Linked DNA regions of Drosophila melanogaster: region 1 is linked to region 2. The links are chromatin contacts, called in public Hi-C maps. All regions are on one chromosome and are shown on one strand. The core of a region is the stretch at or near the end of the contact, and the rest is flanking DNA. Distances in the headings are between cores, read along the strand shown. Region 1 holds the start of CG31710. Region 2 holds the start of Pez (Pez,).

Region 1 (5,896 bases), core at 1,251-3,750, 3.4 Mb after region 2:
AGGGACTCGCACGCGGTCGAATCCGACCACTGATGGATGGGATGGCCCAGCTCGGAGATGGTGTAGTCGGGTTGTCTGGTGAGCATCTTGGATCCGCCTGATTTGACTCGATTTAATTCGACGGTGTTAAGTGGCCTGCACTTAAATAGGAACTGGAGTGGAAAGATATGTGCGTTAAGTAGTACAGTCAAGTGGAGTTGAGGTTCGGACAGATAATTCAACGATTCGAGTTTCTTTGCTTTCGTTTTATGATCATCAAATCGATAAATATATAAAAATCGACATATATTTGACTGGAATGTGATCAAGTTCCTCAAAATGTACTACACATATTTCGAATTAAAGTCACGTAAATGTATTTATTTTGAAATCATTTTATCATAATATGTGAATATTTATTTAAGTCACATAAAATGAAATCATGCAGTTCAAATTTTGTGACTACTATAAGCTGGAATTTTGCCGGCTACAACAAAAGTATTATCAGCAAATGATTGTGGAAAATATGTAGAGCATTTCTATGAATGTTTGTGATAAGCCAAGATAACTTTATAGTTAACAATATTGTTAAAAATGGTGTTTAGCTTTCTGAGACTTTGTTTCGTCCCTCACCCATTTAATCCGTATCCGTAAATATAAACGTAAATGCTCATGGACGAATTCCAAGCTGAATTTGCGTGCTCTGTTTCGGGTCTTATTTTATAGAGCTGTTTTTGCCAGACGAGTTTCGATTAGCAAATGACGGGGACTGAACTAAACTGTGATGTAAATAAGCTGGGTACAGTATAAGCTTTATATAACCGTGTGGAAATGATTCCCTCAGTGAGCCAATTCTTGTGCTAATTATTAGAACCCGCTGTGGGCGAAAGAAGATTGCGATTGAGGGAGCAGGAACGGCAGCGGGAGAATAGCAATAAACAAGAAAATAAAGAATTTTAATTTATTTAATCACTCCGTTTATGGATCACTTGGCTGGCAACTTTTTGAAGCGGACACTCTCGCTTCCACACAGCTCCCCCTTTGGATTTTCTGGGAATGGATTCCACATGGCGTGCAACATGATCCACTTCCAGCTAACTTATCAAGTTCTTTTGCTACTCGAATGCACTTAGCATTTTCTTATACGCCCCCTCCCCCCCCCACCGATACTCCCTGCCATCTTGTAGATTTTCTATTTTTTTCGTACGTATATTATTCATGTGTCCAACCAGTTTTTCTAGTCCCTCTTTGTTTTGCTTTGCAACATGTCTTGTGCATCAAAAACGTGCCCCCTTTAAGCGATTATTTCTGGTGTTTTTTTGTCGCAGCTGGCCACGCTTGTAAATATTGTCTCGAAATGCAATTGTTTATATATTTCGTACATATATTTGCATTGTGAAATATTCGAAAAAAAAGCGAATGAAAGAGAGAGAGGAAGAGTTTAAGGCTTTTTCCATTAAAACTTAAGTGAAAGGGCTTGTCTGACTGAGCGATATTGATACCCTAAACGGGTATCCATGAATCACTTTTATTGGATCTTTGCTTTAAAGGGTGCTCGGGTTGGGTTTTGTTTGGTCAACTGATGGGGTAAGCAATGAATTGGCTGTTTTTGGAATGATCGTAGTCATAAAGGCTTTGAAATCAAGGCGTTGCCTTTAAGGTTGGTCTCAAATGATCTCACAAAATTGGGCAATGAGGGCTAACCTTGCCGGATTCATTAGTCTTGCACTTTTTCAATATATTTAGTGCAGTACAATGTTTGTAGATTATACGTTGAGTTGTCAAGTTCAAATAGTGCTGTCTTTGCTCGCACATTTAATTACACATTTGTACTGATATCTGGGGCTGCCCATGTTCCCACTTTCCCCGCCACCATCTTTCTTTCCCATTTCTCCTTAAAAACGAGCTCTCTCTCTCTTTTTCTGGCTGACAATTCACGGCTGTGCCCAACCTCGTGCACGCTAATTCCATTATAACAATTGATTCCATTGTGCAATCGTTGTCACGCAGCAGCAGCAGCAGCAACAGCTATTGCAGCTACATCAGCAACATGAGTAGCGGCTAAAATTGCAGGTACATCAGCAGCAGCATCTACAACACAATGGCTCGCAGTTCATCGCAGATTGCGGTTAACGGATGAGCGAAAAAGTATCTGAACACAGGTAGCAGATACGTTTGTATCTGCATTGCCTTCTGCTGAGTCAGCGGGGATAAAACGTTGAACTAAACTGTCAGCGGGACTTTTTGAGAGTCTATTTGAGATTTCATCTGCACTGAGGCAGCATTTTTGTTATATGTAGATATAAAACCTTTTTGCAACTTTCACTCTGCGGAGGAGAAAACACACCTTTGTATTATCTTTTTATGCGTTGTGTTTTGTGCACTTTTCTTTTGCGGTTTCGATGGCGCTGTTTGGATCTTTTTTTTAGCGGGGTCTTAGCACCAATTTTTCTTTTCGCGTGGCAATCTTCTCCGGTTCGTTTCGGATTTCGATTTTCCGTCCCTCGAATCGCTCGATGTTGCCCGCAAAAAAGCCGCTTTGCAACTAATTCTTCGATGCGAAGACAGCCGCTCTCTTCTCAGCCACACGTGTTGTGGATCGCATTCGGAATAAAGTCCACACTCCACATATTTCGATCCGTTCGCTCGCAATCTCTCCAAGCAAACTGAAAGCGGTTTGTTGTCGTCAATAAAAATGATAATTGAAATTTCATTTTTTGTATGGTTTTCATTCGAATTTCTGCTGATTCTTATTCTAACTTTTTTTACCTGCACAAATAAATGCTCATTCTGATGGGGTTTTTGAACTGCACTTACTTTTTATGGCAGTCGCACTTTCATTGCTCGTCTAGTGACTTCATGCTCTCTGAGAATCTTAAGTGCAAATTATGGGGTCCAAGTATAATGTGTGTGATGACCCCCTTTGGTGGGGTTGAGTGACGAGGTGAACCCACTATTTCCAGTTAAACTTGACACCTTATTCAATGCGGATTATGCCCATCACGTGCCATGATCCAGCACTTTGCTATGCGCCATTTAAACGGGCCGTGGAATGCGAAAGTGCAATAGATACGGGCACCTACATCCGTAAATGGGTGAAAAATGGGTATATTAATGAGTGGAATCGAGTTGGATATGATGTTAGGGGTTTCTGTTCTATAAATGATACGACAATGATTTAAACATCAACATTTGTTCATTTTACAGATGCCAAGACGTTAGTCTGAGAAAGGAATATGTCAATCTGGTCGAATCCATTCGCGATGCTGGGGGAGAAGTCAAAATCTTTTCGAGCATGCACATCTCAGGAGAACGTAAGTATCAAACAATAAACTATTGATTTAAACCCTTGAATAAGAAGGATTGTAAGAGAATGATCCGATCTAGTGAGTCACTGTGTAGTACAAAGTGCATCTTCTTTACTCCATTAATTAAGTTCACATATATGTAAGGCAATTACATGCTAAACTTAAATAGAACAATCTTGAAAGCCATCTAACTTTAACCTTGTGTCGATTTGAAATAACTCAAGAACTTCTGGTACATAGAAATGAATCTGTCAGTGACTCATGGAGCGAGAAGGAACTGCCCTTTCAGGCCGAGAATAGATCATCTCCAGCAGAATCTTCTCTTTGCATCACACTTGTTCCACCTTTGGCCATTTCTATGCTCAATTTGGATGGAATATTTATGTGCAGGCTGCCTTCCCCCGTCTAATGACCTCGTTAAAGATGCTATTTTTAAGTTCCCGCGATGCAATATTGAATACATGCGCGTGCATATGTGAGAATATCTTGGAGGGGTCTCCCACATTACAAAGTCCGCTGCGAGATAAGCAAAAAAAAAAAAAAACAGCACTATTGAATGGCTGCCAAGTAGTTTTCGCTAGCTCATTCGAAAGGGAACTTTCGATTTCATTTTCGTATGCAATTAAGTATTAATTAAAATTACATCTCACATATTGGCCATACTTTCGGGGTGTAAAGTGCTTAAATGCTTTAAATAACCATTTGCAGGTGACTCACGAGATGAGATTCCTTCCACGAGTTTCTTTTTTCAATTGTCTGAGGCCTGCGTCTTGGCAAGAGTTTCGTTTTCGACTCGAAAATGGGTCGCTGGTGTTCCGAAATAGATCCCCCATGCCCTGTAGATTTTGCAAGAATTTAGTTGTAACGATCCCTTTCGTATTCTTTCTTTTTTTTTTATCGCTAAGTACTGCCCATTCTTATCTCGTTGCAAGTATTTATTCCGCAATTCTACTCAGCCGAGCAGTTTAATCAGCTTTAAATTATATAAGAATATAAACAATGAGGCTACTTGTGTAAACAGAACCAAATTTAACAGATAAAGGGGCCTGGTACTTGAGAACACGAATTATATATTCTCTGGTACGTAACCTGCATTAATTATGAATATGTAATGCTCACTCTGGCCGTGTTGAATGTGAAGTTCATTGGGGTGAGTCATGGCCTAGAATAAGCGGTGGACCTTGAAGTTGGACGGTAGGAACGCCCACAACCTGGGGAAAAAGTGAAAAACTTGCATTGGCTGCTGCAGTTCTGAGGCTCTGCGATTTCTTGCACCGAGTATGGATGCTTATGGTCTTTGTAGTTTACTTGATATTCAGGTTTTCAGCATGCAGATAGCAGTAATTAGCTGCAACAACTTATAAAGCTAAGTCCATTGAATAACCCCAATCTTTTTGTTCACAGAACTTGCTCAACTAACTGGAATTGCAGCCCTCCTGCGCTTCCCGATGCCCGAACTGGAGGACAGCGACGATGATGATGATGAGGATGGAGCGGCAGGCGGGGTGGCAGATAGCGATAGCGACTAGGATCATAAATAGGAATAGCTTCATGGAATCTTGGCATTTGATAACGGAAAATTTTGACTTAGGAACTTAACTAGCGAGCGATATACAAGTAGACTAATAGGAACCACGACAGACTTGGACGTCAGGGCATATACAATATACATACATAGTGCTAATTCAATACAATATACACACTGCTTAAGTTCACCCGTGGCTGGGCCTACAAATTCAACATTTTATATTCTTTGTGTTCAATTAAATGGCCACAATATTGTTAGGTTTCAATTATTGCTTCATATGAGTTGCGTTAACTATATTCGGCAAACTAAATTCCTTTCCGGCGCACTTAAATTCATTGTTCATTCATTTGTAAAATGGAAAACGGAGGTTTACAAAATGATTAAAAACGGCATATAATATAGTTATTTATCCAGTTTCGTTGTTTAAACCCGGATTTTATGCATCTTCAGAACGCTCTTAATGTTGCTTAACTTTATAAGATTTGTAATTATCATTTTATGCTGTAAACATAACCCTTTGTTAAACCCTACTAGTTGATACAGAATGTAAGTAATTAACCATGCTGTAAAATATATAAATGTAAAATAAATCATTTTCAAGAATTCACCTAACTGAAATTACCATTGATTTCTTCTGTTCATCTGTGCATATCTCGAATACGAAATAAAATTATATTCCATTCAGTTTCATTTACATTTTCGTTGTTTATTATTTAAACCTAAATCAAGACACAGATCCCCCCGAGCAGACTCTTCGCTCACTTGCCCAGCTTGGAAGCCTTGGCAGCTGCAGCCGCCGCTTCCTTGCGTGCCTCCCGCTTGGCCGTCTTCCGGGCCTCCTTCTCGTTGGCCTCGATGGTTCGTCGCTTCTTGCGCAACAGCCATTCCTCCTTTTCCTTAGTCTGCTTCTCGCGGATGAGTTTCCGGAACAGATTGCGATGACGGGGCTTCACCATACGCGCTTGCAGGCGGTGCTCATCGACCTCGGCCTTGTGCACCTGCCGCTTGTTGACCTTGTGCACCTTGCCCGACTGCACGGACATCTTCTGTTTCTCCTCCTGCAGACGCTTGGTCTTCTCGT
Region 2 (5,859 bases), core at 1,033-3,532:
GGCGTGGCCGTGTCAATATAGCGCTTGAAAAACTTATGCTGGCTAATGGTGAGCTTCCAGAAGTAACGTGCCGTGTCCGCCTCGCTGAATATAAAGCTTCCCACGATGCTGCCGCCACCATCCAGCTTGTTCTGCTCGATCTTAATCGTTCGCTTGTCGATGGTCACCGTGTGGAACTCCTTCCATGGAAAATACTGCCGACCGTTGTCCGCGTTCACCACCATCCCGTTGATGGCCAGGCCCAGCAACAAATCATTGCCGAGCGTGTCCTTGGCGGCGAAACGTTCCTCCCCATACCCCTCCAGCTGCTGGCAGCACTGTATGTACATCTCCTCCGCCTGGCTCTGACTCAGATGTGCAATGCCCGCCTGCTGCTGCAGGACCTCCACGATCAGTCCCTCCAGCATGCTGTCATCGTTGGCCAGGCCTTGCATGTTGCGCGGCAGGACCAGCGACTTCTTCAGATAGTCCTTGCTCTGTTTGTCGCCCTGGTAGCTATCGTACTCCGCCTGGCGGCAGTAGAGCGCCAGCAGTATGGCCGTGCGGATGTCACAGGCGATGCGGCCCTCGTAGATGTCGCTCTTCAGCTGCAGAAAGTAGTAAAAGCGCGTGGCTTCGTCGCTCAAGTGGCGCACGCCAGTGGTCACGTAGTGGCGAACGCGCAAGTAGATCTTGGGGCCCGCCGCATACTTCTCCAGCTGCCGACTGAGCGAGCGCTCCAGGTCGATCCATTTGAACTCGTCCTCCTTGTCCTTGCCCTTGACCAGGTAGCGCAGTCCAAAGAACTCCGGCTGCTGGATTAGCAAACGTTGGCAAACGTTGTCCAGGCACTCCTGTCCCTTGCTCTCCGAGCTGATCGTGCAGTCCACTGTGCTGGATGTGTCTGCAATGTAGGTAAGAGTGAAAACGTGCTTCAAACATCGGCCTAAGTCGCTCCAAGCACTCTAAATTCGCCGCACAACAACAATTTGGCCCTGCCCGTCGCACGCGCAAATATGCAAATAAAGTTTATAATCTCTTTCGAGACCTTATACGTTTTATGGACGGAAATTGTGGCGGCGCCGCTCAATTGGCTTCTCTCATCTGTCGTATTTCCTAACTAACGAAACGTAGGCCTAATGTCTAAAACCTTTCTGATGGTTGGAGAAATTTGGGTGGTTTTAATTGAGTCAAGGTCTTCAGTTCGCTTGCCAAATAAGTACATTCGGTTAAGTGTATAAGAACTACAAAACATGCTTTTGTTTAGCCCAAAATCGAGAGTAAATAATATACAAAATGTGAAGTACGCAAAGTTAGGAAGTTCTCATAGGCAGTCTGTTAGTTTTAGAATTAACGGTCGCTGTTATGTGTCCTGTGCGCCTCTGTTAACTCAGCGACTGTTAACTAGAATGCAACAAGTGAAGGCATTTTTGTGGTCTGTGCCTTGGAAGGCGAATTCCAGCTAAACTGGAAGTGGGCGCCGCATGACAATCGTTGTGCACATTCCCAATTAAATAATCCCAATTGCAATGGCAGACGGCAGCTGTTAAGTTGTGGCTTTGTCACCGATTTCTTGTTGTTTCTATTGTCTCGTCTCCACTGTTGCTATTGCTGTTGTTGTTGTTGTCGTTGCTGTCGCTGTTGTTGTTGTGGGGGGCGTAGCGCCTCTAGGAATGTGGGGCTTACTCACCCAGCAGGTGATGCACTGATATAACAAACAAACTCTTGGACGTAACATTGTACTGGCGACACTTTTTCAAGAATTTCAATGGCATTTTTCGACTATTTTGCTCCACCGGGGCTCCGCTGGGCTCACAAAAGTGGCTAAAACGGCAGCACCATCGACACCACAGGTTTTTTTTGGGGGAGTAAATTGCTCAATTGGAATTAGCCGATTTGAATCAGCTGATTAGACACGCAAACCAGAGCACTGCGCGTATTGGTTAAGTAAAGTTAAAGATAGTAATTGGGCAGTTAACGACAATAAATAAAGGAATTCACGAGAAATAAAACGAAGAGACCGAAGTGCTGATATCGATACGCAGGTGCTGACTGAGTATCTCGGTGGCTGGCATCGAATGGATCGATAGGCGGCATTGACTATCGGTATGTCTTTGCGCAGTGGGCTGCAAGAAAATAGGTTTAGTTCTGTTAAAGAAAACAAGTGCAACCAAGAAATATGTAACTGAAACAAAACAGTTTATATTTTAAAATATATAACAATGCAGTCAGCAGTGATTAAATAAAATTCCTAAAGATATTAAAACCACTGATACACACGAATACTTCGTTGTACACAGCAAGAGAATAACGGTTTCTAGCGAACAGTAAAATATCAAACTTAACAGAGCTACTGGACACATAGGTGGCGTGCTGGCATAGCTCTGTTATCCGTTCCAACTCCAGTGCTGGAAAGTGCGCGCAACTGAGAAATCCACACCGCGATTCGACGACGGTCCCTCTGGAATTCAGTAATTTAGTACTGCTGCTGCCGTGGTAGTCGTCACTTCCCCTTTGCACTTGCCGCCCTCCGTCAACGTTTTATCGAATAAAGCGAATTAAAATTAAGATCGTGGCTTCGCCCCGCTGCGTAACTGAATAAAGCGAATTTAAATCAAGGGCTTTGACGTCTGCCAAGCTGCTGAGAGGGGCTGCAACAGGAAGAGCACCAGAGACGGGGCACAAATCCACATCCACATCCACCGATCGTCGTCTATCTACAGAGGATTAGGAGCAGCGCAGTCGGAGATCGCGATCGGTGAGTTTCGAGGAGCCGAATCACAAGGCCACGCACTGTCGAAATCCAAAAAGCAAAACCCGATTACCAAAATCGAAATCCAGTCCATAATTAATTTGCTGCTTAGATATTTCGAGCGCTGCATTGGCGGTCAAGGTTGCAGCGACGAGGACAGATGATGGAGCAACCGTATCGCTCACTCGCTCGCTCACACACACACACACACACAGAAGAGCCCTGCGAGCGAGTTTAAAGTTCAGTACCTGTTGCTGCGCTCGCCCAGTCTCCCTCTCCCTCTCGCTCTCGCACAGCCTCGCCGCCGCCCGTGCGATAGTGCGCTCTCGCTCACTCCGTCCGCGCTGCGTGTAATTTAATTTAATTCACTTCTGTTATTAATTTGCGCTATTTGCACGCTGTATCGCCGCCTTTCACGTCTCAAACCGAGTCGTAGGCCGAATTGCATAACCAAAAACGCGACTCGGGTCGCCAATCGGCCATCAAGTTACTTTTCTGCTCGTGGCTCTCCGCTGAGAACAGCTGTCGACTGTCTGCTTCCCGTACAGTAAGCACTCGATATGAGCGACGAAGCTATGTTCTTAATTTCCGTTAACCTGCCTTTCCTTATTCAAAAAATCAACATTTGAAAATCCTAAGTACACCAACTTTACACATTTTCCAATTGGAGTTGGCGTTGCATTTAGTTTCCAATTTATTAAAAACAATTTGTGAAAAAAGCCAACCGATATATTGTTTTATGCTAATTAAACACACACACATTAATGACGATGTAAACAAAATCCTAGTATCAAAATTTACTACAACGAAATTGAAAGTGGCTTAGTTCGAAAAGCCGAAGTGTGTATACTCTTGCTGCCTTGTATAACTGAACTCTGTAAAATCGTTCCATTTTGAAAGAACTAAGAACTTAGTAGGAGATACTGCAAGTCTAGGTATGTACGTACATACATATTTACATATATATAAATCAGTTAAAATATAAAAATTGTACATTGTTGTACACTTCCTAAGAACTTTTATGGATAAAAATTAGTTCTCTGAAATTCAAGTTCAAAGACAAACTAAATAAATATATTATATTATATGTTATGACACCCCATTATAGGGTTACCTACCTATTAAAGCTAGACTATTAGTTCTTCCAATTAAAGAACCATTAAAAGGGCAGGTTCCGTAATGGGATTACATTTAATGGACTTCGGTTAAAGTGAGCGCGGAGTTACATTTCATCCTTTCCAGACAGCCAAACTAGGTTTATGATAACGAAAGCCACTTGGGCGCGAAATAAATATGCATAGTCATGCTTACTTTATAATTCTCCGTCGATTCGGACGAGTAATTCGAGAGTGTCATCGTGTTTAGGGAATTTTAAAATCACATATGCCAAGCGAGATTCTAAGCGTTATCACGCACATTACAAGTGTGTAGGGTGATACTAGATGGGCGTTTGTTGTGACTAGATCGTAAACTTTGTTTGAATAGATGGCTAAGCAGAAATAACCAAGATCATTCATCTCATTCATTTAGATTAACTACTTAGTCGTAAACTAGAAAAAGAAGCACTCAAATAAAGAGTGTTTTTGGAGGAAACATATACACATTTGAACGAGTTAGGATCTATTGTTTCGTAAAAAAAACTAAAGAAACCGAATTTATGTTAACATTTTTGGAACATTTGTTGGTTTTCGTGATATATATGTGTGCTTCCTAACACAATTTAATCATTGCGCTGTCGTCATTCCGTCAATCGAACAGCACACATGGGTGACCTATAAAAAGACGCCAATTTTATGTTCACCTCCACTTGTTGTCAGTGTTGGTTGTTATCGGGAGCGTCGAACACATACCTTCCTCGAAATCGGACGAGAATGACGATACTGGCGTCGATTTGCATATGCCTCGCATGTGTTTAATATTTATTTTCTGCCTTTTGCTGACCACAGCAACAAGAACTATTACGCGACTCTATACAAAGTTCACGCACGTAGCGGCGCATTAGCAACATTAAAGCATTAAGTCAAACCCGAATTCAAGGTGAAAATTCAGTAGAGCTCCTTAAGCCCCCACAAAACAAAAGATAACACCTGGGATCAGCTCAAACTTCCAACTGCTTAAGTTGAGAGTTCTAGTAAAAATGCTTTCGGCACTAGTTAAAACTCAAAGCAGTCGGGGCGAATTTCATTGAACTCCAAGTGTGCATTTCAAAACCCAAACTCTAGCTTAAGTAAACCCTCTCAATTTGCATTTCCTATGCTTTTTTTTATAAATTCGGGTAAAGAAACGTATACAAACCGTATATGTACATTAAAATCTTTAAGTACTTCATAAACTGAATCCTAATGAAAGGGAATGTATTTTGTTTGGGATGATTTTAATCCGATTTCACATTGACAAGTACCAAAGCCTTTGCTTAGTGCAATTGGCGATTTCCTGGAACAACGGCTGGTAAAGGTGTTAATCGAGTGATTGGAAATCAAATTTCGTTATTTTGCGCCGCTCAAAGAGTATTTGCTTGGGAACAGCGCATTTCGAACGCTTTTACTCGTTTTCATCATATCTCTCGACCGGCGACGGCATTCGATAAGCGCGTGCATAAAACCTGTTGCTCCCGGCGGTCAGTGAGCAGTGCTCCCTAACGCGAAACACACGTTGCGTCGCCACAGAGGCGGATCCAATCGAATTCATAGCTTTAATTGCACCAGTGCAGCACTGCAAGTGATCGACGGAGTAGTCGTAGTTGTCAGTGCAACGGGAACGTCCCAAGGTACGATCGATTAAAACCAGATGCGCGATTTCAATGTCAACCGGCGGCGCTGGCGGAACATCCAGCTAGAGCGGTACCTTGCACCGCTAAGACAAGTGCGGAAGCGGACGGACTACCGTTAGACGCACAGGCGATGCTACGCCGCCAGCGCTGGTATACGTGGAATACATTAGAGTGCGTGTCCAAAGTGCGCGACATGCAAATGGAGCTAGACCAATGTTATGCAAAGCGAAAACTAAAGCGCCGTGAATTCTGTGCCCTTTTTTTGCAGTCATACACGTACCACCATGGCCAGCGAGCAAACGATTGATGGAGCAGCCGCAATTCCCAGCGGCGGCGGCGACGAACCCTTCCTGGGACT

The links. Hi-C and Micro-C count contacts between places; a contact is called where the count stands out from the background.
Region 1: a Hi-C map of the Kc167 cell line shows a contact between it and region 2, with 4 times the contacts expected there. A contact is called at or near these places in 4 of 107 Hi-C or Micro-C datasets (the Kc167 cell line, embryo, eye imaginal disc and 1 more).

The regions. Positions count from the first base shown.
Region 1 is chr2L:9,703,454-9,709,349 of dm6, forward strand. It overlaps CG31710, which reads right to left and starts at 2,501. Exons shown (of 3, transcript NM_001273365.1): 1 at 2,327-2,501; 2 at 1-152. The coding sequence starts at 86. It overlaps pelo (pelota), which reads left to right. Exons shown (of 5, transcript NM_057634.5): 4 at 3,187-3,293; 5 at 4,692-5,430. The coding sequence ends at 4,816. It overlaps CG4364, which reads right to left. Exons shown (of 4, transcript NM_135461.4): 4 at 5,468-5,896. The coding sequence ends at 5,574.
Region 2 is chr2L:6,336,389-6,342,247 of dm6, forward strand. Pez (Pez,) reads right to left here and starts at 2,283. Exons shown (of 8, transcript NM_001273198.1): 1 at 2,260-2,283; 2 at 1,670-2,105; 3 at 1-883. The coding sequence starts at 1,754. Cpr (Cytochrome P450 reductase) reads left to right here and starts at 2,448. Exons shown (of 7, transcript NM_057810.4): 1 at 2,448-2,737; 2 at 5,770-5,859. The coding sequence starts at 5,786.